Regions from separate parts of the Zea mays genome. Here region 1 is linked to region 2. The links are chromatin contacts, called in public Hi-C maps. All regions are on one chromosome and are shown on one strand. Each heading gives the region's core, a stretch centred on a gene start, on an enhancer-like site or on the middle of the called end of the contact. The rest is flanking DNA. Distances are from core to core; before and after follow the strand shown. Region 1 holds the start of LOC100282698 (phosphatase DCR2). Region 2 holds the start of LOC100384273.

The links. Hi-C and Micro-C count contacts between places; a contact is called where the count stands out from the background.
Region 1: a contact with region 2 is called in a Hi-C map of ear, with 2.6 times the contacts expected there. The contact joins the promoter of LOC100282698 here to the promoter of LOC100384273 in region 2. A contact is called at or near these places in 5 of 25 Hi-C or Micro-C datasets (bundle sheath, ear, endosperm and 2 more).

Annotation. Positions count from the first base shown.
Region 1 is chr6:96,990,565-96,996,009 of Zm-B73-REFERENCE-NAM-5.0, forward strand. It overlaps LOC100282698 (phosphatase DCR2), which reads left to right and starts at 3,562. Exons shown (of 4, transcript NM_001371881.1): 1 at 3,562-3,800; 2 at 3,934-4,084; 3 at 4,240-4,631. The coding sequence starts at 3,600.
Region 2 is chr6:96,838,276-96,843,775 of Zm-B73-REFERENCE-NAM-5.0, forward strand. LOC100384273 reads right to left here and starts at 3,724. Exons shown (of 3, transcript NM_001176838.2): 1 at 2,360-3,724. The coding sequence starts at 3,472.

The DNA.
Region 1 (5,445 bases), core at 2,312-4,811, 150 kb after region 2:
CCCGAAGGGCTCCATGGCCGCCTCAGGCTACTCGGGCTCCGCGCCCATTACTGATCAGGGGTTCGAAGGCTGGCCCCCGAAGGGTTCACAGTCGCCTCAGACACCGAGCGAGGGATGACCAGGGGTACGTTCGATACATAACCAAGGCTCGGGCTGCGCTCCCGAGGTACCCTAGGACATTTCCGAGACCAGCGGGAACGATCTTGTAACGGAATCCCATCGGAGGGAGGCATCGAGCCCTCGGACCCCGTCGCCAGGGGACCGGGTCCGGCAAATCACCCGCAGGTACTTTTGGGCGCGCCTCTGGGCCCCTAGCCGACCCCCAACGAATGGGGCACGGACGTCCACTCGGATTACCCGCTCGCAGCTCACCGGAGACACCATGTTCGGTGCCCATCGAGGGTAACATGGCGCACTCCCCCCCTCCTCCTTGCGGAAAGGCGACGTAGGGGCGTATGTAAAAAGTCGAGTCTGTCCCTGATCGTCCTCTCGCCCTGTGCAGAGGCTCGGGGGCTGCTCTCGCAAAAACTGGCTCTGGCCAAATCGTTGATAGCGTCAACATACCAGCCCGAGAGCTTGGGCCCCGACCGTGCACCCGGGCTACGGCCAGTTCGCATGAGGGAACGACCAGACCAGCCGAAGCGTTAAGCGAAGTATTAAGACCTCGAAGGAGTGTAACCACTCCTCCGAGGCCTCGGGGGCTACACCCGGCGGGTGCGCTCGCGCGCACCCACCGGAACGAAATGCAACCGAGAAAGGCTGGTCCCCTTGCAAAAAAGTGTGACAAAAGCCTCCAAGCGAGTGCTGACACTCCCTTCGAGGCTCGGGGCTACTGTCGGGGACCATAATTAGGGGTACCCTCAAGACGCCTAATTCTCAGCTGGTAACCCCCATCAGCATAAAGCTGCAACGGCCTGATGGGCACGATTAAGTCAGGGATCAGTCCACACGAGTGACTCGATCACGCTTCACCCGAGCCTAGCCTCGGCCAAAGGCAGCCGACCTCGAGAGACTTCCGTCTCGCCCGAGGCCCCCTTTTTATGGCGGACACATCACCGGCTCGCCCGAGGCCTTGGCTTCGCTCAGAAGCAACCTTGACTAAATCGCCACACCGACTGACCAAATTGCAGGGGCATTAAACGCAAAGGTGGCCTGACACCTCTATCCTGACACGCGCCCCCGGCAGGGCCGAAGTGACCGCCGTCACTGCACCGCTCCACTGGCCATTCTAACAGAAGGACAGCGCCGCCTGCGCCACTCCGACTACAATGCCACTCGACAGAGTGAGTCTGACAGGCAGTCAGGCCTTGCCACGGCGAACTCCGCTCCGCCCGACCCCAGGGCTCGAACTCGGGCTAAGACCCGGAAGACGGTGAACTCCGCTCCGCCCGACCCCAGGGCTCGGACTCGGGCTAAGACCCGGAAGACGGCGAACTCCGCTCCGCCCGACCCCAGGGCTCGGACTCGGGCTAAGACCCGGAAGACGGCGAACTCCGCTCCGCCCGACCCCAGGGCTCGGACTCGAGCTAAGACCCGGAAGACGGCGAACTCCGCTCCGCCCGACCCCAGGGCTCGAACTCGGGCTAAGACCCGGAAGACGGCGAACTCCGCTCCGCCCGACCCCAGGGCTCGGACTCGGGCTAAGACCCGGAAGACGGCGAACTCCGCTCCGCCCGACCCCAGGGCTCGGACTCGGGCTAAGACCCGGAAGACGGCGAACTCCGCTCCGCCCGACCCCAGGGCTCGGACTCGGGCTAAGACCCGGAAGACGACGAAACTCCGCCCCGCCCGACCCCAGGGCTCGGACTCGGGCTAAGACCCGGAAGACGACGAAACTCCGCCTCGCCCGACCCCAGGGCTCGGACTCCGCCCTGGCCTCGGCCGAACGACTTCCGCCTCGCCCGACCCCTTGGCTCGGGCTCGGCCGCGGCAACAAAAGGCAGACTCAACCTCGGCTTCGGAGGAACCCCCACGTCGCCCTGCCTAGGGCACAGACCGCCGCGTCAACAGGAGGCGCCATCATCATCCTACCCCGAATCGACTCGGGTCACGGAGAACAAGACCGGCGTCTCATCCGGCCAGCTCCGCCAGAGGGGCAATGATGGCGCTCCACAAGCTCTATGACGACGGCGGCCCCCGGCTCTCTTACGGAAGCAGGACAACGTCAGCAGGGACTCGACCGCTCCAATAGCTGTCCCTCCATCAGGCTCCGCCGCACCTCCGACAGCCACGACATCACGCCAGCAGGGTGCCCAGATCTCTCCGGCTGCCACATTGGCATGTACCTAGGGCGCTAGCTCTCCCTCCGCTAGACACGTAGCACTCTGCTACACCCCCCATTGTACACCTGGATCCTCTCCTTACGACTATAAAAGGAAGGACCAGGGCCTTCTCAGAAAAGGTTGGCCGCGCGGGACCGAGGACGGGACAGGCGCTCTCTTGGGGCCGCTCGCTTCCCTCACCCGCGTGGACGCTTGTAACCCCCCTACTGCAAGCGCACCTGACCTGGGCGCGGGACGAACACGAAGGCCGCGGGACTTACACCTCTCTCACGCTCGACTCCGGCCACCTCGCCACTCCCCCCTTCGCGCTCGCCCACGCGCTCGACCCATCTGGGCTGGGGCACGCAGCACACTCACTCGTCGGCTTAGGGACCCCCCTGTCTCGAAACGCCGACAGCTGCCAGGAGTAAGTACCGTCGGTCCAGGATTGGACGGGGTGTTACAAGTGGTATCAGAGCTGACCCTCGAGGTTTCACGGGCGTGTGTGAGCTAGAGGGTTCGGGTATATGGCGCATGGCGCATGTGGGTCTGAAGTGGTCACATGGCATGGCATATGACGACACTAGACACACGGACGTGGCTAAGAGGGGAGGTTTCTGGATTGGGGTTGACCGACGAGGACGTCGGTCTTCTAAGGGGGTGAATTGTGATATCCTGGCCAAAAGTTTAATAGAATTAATAGAGTATTCGTATCAACAAGTTGCATCTTCTTTTTCGGAAGCCTATCTCTAAAGAACCTCCAAGTTAAACGTGATTGGTTTGGAGCAATTTGGGATGAGTAACCGACTGAGAAGTTTTCTCGGGTGCGCATGAGTGAGGACAAAGTGCACAAAAAAACTCGTGTTAGTTTGTGGGGACGATATATGATCTTAGAAAGCTGTCAGGAGTAAGTACCGCCGCTATAGGGATTAGACGGGGTGTTACATAACTATGGATCATTCGATAAATTGGTTCCCGGACAAAACTAAATAAATAAATAAACTCATGGCACCGTATGCAGGGCCACGAAATTCAGCCATGTTGCTTACCTAATACCTGGACGGCCAAGACTTGGTAGCCTGTGACCACCATCATCTTATTTTAGGACATCTTTTATGTCATCACTCACAAGGTAACATAGTAAACGTCAAATTGCCGGTAGCCCTCTTTTACGTAGTGGAACATGGCAGCCATTGAAGCTGACGGACAGGGGATGATAGTGATGCTGCCAGTGCTGGCTGTGCTATGAAAACAATCCAGGCAAAGGCAATATGAAGACTGAACCTGAAAAAACAACAAGCGACATGTTCACGCCTGTTGGTTCGGTTCGGTTTCGGCATGGAGGTAGCTGAGAGACCGATGGCCTCGTCCCACCTGGCAGCTCTCGTCTCCCTGCTGATCCCCTGCCTCCTTGCGCTTCTGCTGCTCCGCCTCGCCGCCGTGCTGGACCCGGACCCCGACGCCGCCGTGCCCCGCATCAAGGCGGCCGCGCCCCTCCCTCTCCGGTTCCGCCACGATGGCGCCTTCAAGATCCTCCAGGTGCGCGCCTCTCGCCCAGGCCCAGCCCACCCACGCGCGCACTCGCTCGCTCGCGCTTGCTTCCCGTCCGCCCCCCCGCGCGTTCGTCTAGGAAGCTTACGACCTGATCCCGCTCTCTGACGCCCGCTGCTAGGTGGCGGACATGCACTTCGGCAACGGCGCCACCACGCGCTGCCGGGACGTGGGCCCCGAAGGCGGCGGCGCGCGCTGCTCCGACCTCAACACCACGCGGTTCCTGCGCCGTGTCATCGAGGCCGAGAAGCCCGACCTCATCGCCTTCACCGGTGCGCTTCTCTCTTCTCCTTTCTACATCCTATTACTTGCCCTTTTGTGCTCCTAGACTACGAAAGTTGTTTCCCTTTTAGTCCTTTACATATACAAGCAAAAGGGGCGCATTGTAATTTAATCTTAACGCTCACGTTGGTTCAATTTGGATCAGGGGACAACATATTTGGGGGCAGTGCAACTGACGCAGCAGAATCACTACTCAGAGCAATCAGCCCTGCTATCGAATACAGGGTGCCATGGGCTGCCATCTTAGGTAATCATGACCAAGAGTCGACAATGACCCGGGAGGAGCTGATGACCTTCATGTCTCTAATGGACTACTCGGTATCTCAAGTAAACCCACCTGGTTTTTTGGTACATGGGTTTGGGAATTATCATGTTGGCATCCATGGGCCATTCGGATCCGAGCTGGTCAATACTAGCCTGCTTAACCTTTACTTCCTGGATAGCGGTGATCGTGAAATGGTGAATGGAGTTAAAACATATGGATGGATCAGAGAGTCTCAACTCGCCTGGCTTCGTTCTACTTCCCTGGAGCTTCAGGTACTTTCTGATTATTATTGATAACAAAATCACAGCATGTGAAGTTGTGATTGTAATTTGAGAACGCTAAAAAATGAAGTGTTAGAAACTATTGAACAAATCTGGGACCAACAGTTAATCAAGTTTGCTTAGGTACCATTTGTTCATATTCAGACACAATTGTTGTATTTGTATATATACTCTGTATTTCTTTTTTCTCTCTCTAACTTGCAGGAGAACTGCACATCTTTATATTAAGAAGGAAAAGAAAGGATCCAAACTAGACCGATACAAGAGAGGGTACATACACCCCTGGGGGCCAAAACCTGACATACTTATAGGGATCCATAATGATAAAAGCTTATAGCATTACTAACTACCAACAGCTATGGCCAAAGTTCTCTTAAGACCGCAGGCCCAGCCTAAAACCAAGCTCTGACCTCCTCTAAAATTTCTTGCTGAACTCTGGGTGTGCTAGGAGGGTTCTTCTAAAAAATACAAGCATTCCTATGCTTCCAAACACACCATGCCACAATCATAACCAGGGAATTTAAACCTTTTTCCTTGCATTTAGGCAACCTTGCCTCAGCTTTCCTCCACCATTCTTGAAAAACTTCATCATTGAAGTCTTGGGGTACGGCGATGCAGCCCTGCTGTGGATAAAGTGCTGAACCAGATTTCTCTAGTGAAGACACAAGAGACTGAGATGTGTTGCGCTGTTTCATCCTGCTGGTCGGCGGTCACAAAGAAGGCATTGTTCTGGATGTTCCAATCCTTGCCATGCTAAGCGGTCAGTCATCCAACATCTATTTGAGGAAGCTAGCCAAGCAAAATC
Region 2 (5,500 bases), core at 2,474-4,973:
CTCTTCCAAGAAAACTTTTTTAATTCTGCTTATGGAAGGACTGACACCCTCAAAAACTGCCTTATTACGATGAATCCATAGACACCAAGCCCCCAAGATGATGACGCTGTTAATGCCTCTTCTTTTGGATTTGTGCACTTGCTTACACACCTTCCTCCACCACTCAGCAAAAGATATCTCAATAGAAACAGGAGAAAGATCAGCAAGCCCCAACGGTGCAAGAATGCAATGCCAAAATTGTCTAGCAAAGATGCAACTGCAAAGGAGATGTTGGATATTCTCCGGCTCCTGATCACATAGAGGACAGACCTCAGGATGATCCAGCCCTCTCTTCTGAAGTCTATCAGCTGTCCAACATTTATTCCTTATTGCCAACCATAGGAAGAATTTGCATTTGGGTGGAGCCCAAGATTTCCATAACCTCTTCCAAGGTTCAAAGGTAATCGAACCCATGAAAAAAGCCTTATAGCATGATCTAGAAGAGAACTGCCCAGAGGAAGAATGAATCCACACATGTCTATCAGCCTCTTGTGTCAGCACCACTCCTCTTAAAGTGTCCCAAAGCTGTAGGTACTGCTGCAACCCAATCAAATTAAGAGGGGTTTCTAAGTCGCTGACCCACTGCCAGTTCTCAAGAGCATGGGCCACCGTTCTGGAAGAACTAGCCCTTTTCCCAACACAAGCAACTACATCAGGGGCAAGATCCTGGATACAAGACCCATCCAACCACCTATCTGTCCAGAATAAAGTAGTAGACCCGTCTCCAACCAAGGTAATAATTGAAGAAGCAAAGAATCTCCTGACATGCTGCTGAATAGGGAAATTCAGCCCAACCCAAGGCCTATTTGGATCTGTTTTTTCCAACCATAACCATTTAGTCTGCAGCGCCCAGCTTTGGTAAAGTAAGTTAGAAATCCCAAGGCCACCAAGATACAAAGGCCTTGTAATTATATCCCAAGAGACAAGACAACAACCTCCAGTTACCTCCTTTCTTCCTTTCCAAAGAAATCCTCTTCGAATCTTATCTATAGAATTTATCACCCACTTGGGAATATTCATGGCAATGAGAAGGTATACCGGGATGGCCGAAAGCACGAAGCGCACTATAGCTGTCCTGCCAGCCAGATTAAGCAGCCGGGCCTTCCAATTAGGAAGCCGATCAGCAATTTTGTCGACCCAAACCATGAGATCATTCCTTCTGAGCTTCTTGTCTGATATTGGCAATCCCAAATAAGTGCAAGGGAAAGAAGAAGAAGAGCATTGAAGAATATTGCAGCCCACCAGCACCGCCTGCTGATTACACTTAATTGGAATGACATAGCTTTTTTGCAAGTTAGACACCAACCCAGAAGCTGAGCCAAAGCAATCCAAAATTGTTCTGACGCAGTGAAGATCTTCCTCAACAGGTTGAACAAAAAGGACTACATCATCAGCATAAATGGACAGCCTGTTTCGAATATTAGCGCCCTCCAATCTATGCAGCAGCCCCCTGTTTTCAGCCAGCAAGAATAAACTGTTGAGCACATCCATAACCAAGACGAACAACATAGGAGAAAGAGGATCCCCCTGGCGAAGCCCTCTCCGGTGTTTAATAGGAATACCAGGAGACCCATTCAAAAGCACCTGAGTGGAGGACGAGATCAGCAAATTTGAAATCATACTTCGCCACACAGGACCAAAACCAAGATGTGAAAGCACTTCAGACAAAAAAGCCCAAGAAACTGAATCAAAGGCTTTGGAGATATCCAACTTCAAGAACAAACTAGAGACTTTCTTCTTGTGGAGAGATTTAATTGAATGCTGCACCAACATGAAGTTGTGGGCCTGTGAATTACAATGGTTTGAATTGTTTGGTTTGATTTTTTCCCCAAAAGCAAATATGACCAAACTAAGAGAATTTCTTCTACTTCAATTGAACTCTAAAACTGCAAATAAGATATAATGAGGGCTGAGTTTCTTATCATGGTTCAACTCAAGGAAAATTACAATTTGGAATTTCCTTCTGTCTGGCCCATTCAGCCAGTAAAGTAAAGTTTCGGTGGAGATAAAAAAAAATCCCACCATATTATATTTCTGTCATATCAGCAAAATTCAGACACAGATTTTCTTCTGGAAGAAATTTGCCACAGACAAGGAATGTAAAGCGACTGAAATGAAGTAATGCGGACCAGGATTTCTTATCATTGCTTATATAAAACAACAGATGTTCTGTGCTTCTACTGAAATGAAACAAATACTCTTTATCAGATGATATGAACTAAGACCAAGTATAGTTCAGGGTTCTAACAACTCTAGCCATTTTTCAATTTTTAACTGGAATGGAAAACTTTTTATATCGAGATAAGATGGAAATACTTACTACCACATGAGCAGAAGACAACGGCAAGTCAGAGCCATTGCTATCAGCGAACACAGAGCCTCTGCCGCACCACGCCTTGAGCACCCCGTCAGTGTTCAAGCTCAGCCCCAATCCTGTCTCTGGCAGTGCCAAAGTTCCAGCGTCGCCATTGACAGACTCAGGAACCCCCTCCTCGTACATTGTCCCCAGTGACTTCTTAGTCTTCTTGTCTGTCACTTTCGACATTGCTACTGAAGGTGGCGGCGCAGGGGTAATGTCTTTTACAGGTATGGCAGGGCACATCCACCATTCATGATCGACGCTATGGCGCTTGAGCGCTTGGTTGAAGATATTCTGATCGTGCCGGAAGCTCAGCCCGAGGACCATAAGGTTCCTGAGGTAAGGGTGTATCTTGGATATGGGCAGGTTGGAGTTGACGCTTGAGCTTGACACGGACGTCCCGCTGTTTTCCATAGAGAGCTTACCCATGATGCCGTCGATGCCCTCGGCCGCGCTCTGGTCGACGCCGCACAGAATAGAGTCAGCGTCGAAACCGTCGTCAACGTCGAAGTGGAGCTCTCCGGGCTCGTCAGGTGCCGCAGCAGCATCGTCAGGGGTTGCAGGGGACGGTGCCGGGTCGCGGAACTCGCTGAAGACGCTGCTGACGGCCGCGGGCGACGGGCAGCTCTTGGCGACGCCGGCAGGGCTCTGCGGCGGCGGCGGCGGCAGGTCGCGGAGGAGGAAGGCGGCGTGGCCTCCGGGAACGGGGAACGGAGGGAGGAGGTCGGAGCAGGACGGGTCGTCGCCAAGCGCGGAGGCGAGGCCGAGGAGGCGGGGTGGCGCCGCCTCGGGGGCCCCCCAGCCCCTGGCGACGGGGAATACGGAGGGGTACATGGACGCGAGCAACGCCGCCGCCTCGTTGTACGTCTGGCTGGGCCGCTTCCGCGGCGTGCGCGTGCGCGGGCGCTTGAGCGACAGCGACGCCACCGACGAGGAGGAGGCTGGGGACGAGTGGGACGCCTCCGAGAGCGTGGAGGACGCCGCCGGGCGGTGCGGCGCCGGCGGCGGTGCGGTCTTGACCATATCCAGGTCCGGCAGCCGGATGCCGCCGGCCGGGATGCACGACGACGCCATGGTGGCTAGTACGATACTACGATCGATCAGCTAGTCGATCCAGAAACGGAAACCTCACCAAGAAATGACAACTTTCCTTCCAAAACCCATCAGCGATTTTCGTTTTCCAGCTGGGCGGATCAAATCGGCAAGGAAAGGAACCCCGATCTCGGAGACCACGGCACGGAGCAAGCGGGAGCGGGATGGGGATGGGGATGGGGAAGCGAACTCAGCTGGTGCCGTGCCGTCCTATAAACCCAACACGAACCAGAGCGCAAAAACCCCCCGTCACCAGAAAACTAGCGGAAAGGAAGAAAAGGAAGGGACCAAAACGCCAAAGCGACGGGAGCCGCGTGAAACCCGAGGAATTTCTTGTTCACAACGCCAACGCCAACGGCCAGCGCCACCACCAGCGCCTGCTGCTGCTGCTGCCTGCGTCTGCCGCCTGTTCGGCCGGCCACGGAGACGGAGCCAAAGTGCCGGACCACCGACAAATAAAATTTCAATCTCAGGAAAAGGCGATCACCGAGAAAGAAAGGGAGGCGATTGATCAAAGCGGACCGAGAAGAAACAGCAGGTGCGGTGGTTTGCTGCTTAAACAAAGCGGCGGCGGCGGCATCAGCAGCTGCGAGAACCGCACCAACCTCGAAAAGTAAACGAGCGTTCAAGCTTGGGCTCACGAGGTCCTCGTGCTCCTGCGTGGCAGTTTCGGCGAGGAGTGAAGGAGAGAATAGCAGTAGGGACTGACAGCGGAGGTGTGTGGTTGGACCGAACCGAGGATCGGGCGGAGGAATTAGAGCCGCCTCCAACTCCGAGACCAAGCAAGATCCTAGATTCCTAGTGCTTGGATTCGTCAAAGATGACATGGATTCGAGGAAGGAAGAGGCTTGACCTGATTGAGGAATTCGCGATAGTAGCACAATACCACACTGTACCATTCGCGAGGAGGGACATGAAGTTTTTTTTTTATTATTCAGGGTTAGGAAGGGTTTTAGGGAGACCCATGAGAAGAGGAGCGAAGGGGGACAGCGGGCGCAGCCGGCGGCCAGCGGATGAGACGAACCGGCCTTTCAAGCCTGTCAATGTCGTCAATCACTCACCTGACCTTGCACGAAGGTCCGGCATTGCCTTGCTTTGGTTTGCTTCACGGTTTCTCTCACCGTCACCGGTGAGCCAGCCGCTTGCAGCTAGCTAATGCCTCCTCGAGTCCTCGTGCGTGGCTTGACGGGAGCAGAGCTCGCCTTGTCACACGCTGCAGTATGCCAGTATCAGTATCACGGTGTTTGCCTCCAGACTCCAATGTCCACTCCAAGAACAAGGAGCGAGGAACCTTCCTAGAACCCATGCGGTATATAGAAAACCAACAAAAAAAAAGGAGTTGTAGAGTTGCCGAGCTCGTTTTCCTCAGCTCGTCTGCTCGTGACGGCGACTTCCTCGTGAGCATTCCTGCATTAGATTAGAGTAATGGAGACAGCGGTACGTTGTCTTCGTCCACCTCCCGCTTAGACCAACCCCCGACCCCCTCTCGTCGTCGACATCGGTCAAAGCAATTGAAGCCGTGCTCCCCCGGCCGAGCAGTTTCCTTTTTCTTGGAAGTGGCCGGTGTCGTACGCACGTACCCCGAGCGTCCCGTCCGTCCTGCACCCTTCAAGGATGAGGCAGGCGAGAAGGACAAGAGGTTGAATGAGAGCCACCAAATTTATATTCAAGATAACATGATTGTTTACTTTCTAATTCGATCCCAAACGATTATATGTTGTAAAATTAGAGAAATAAATAACATGCTTCCATCATATTTAAATAAATTAAATATTTTAATTCCGAATAAAACATGCATATAACTCGGATGAATGTCATATGTAATTATAACAGCAACGAACAGTAACAATTTCAATAAACGAAAACATGAAAAATAGCTACTCAGGTCCATTTGTAAATTAAACATGGCTTGTAGATGAAGAAGGCAGATTAATCATATAAACATTATTGTTTATCTTTTTATATTGCTCTCAAAATAGCGGGTTGCTATAATAAACAGCCCTCCAACGC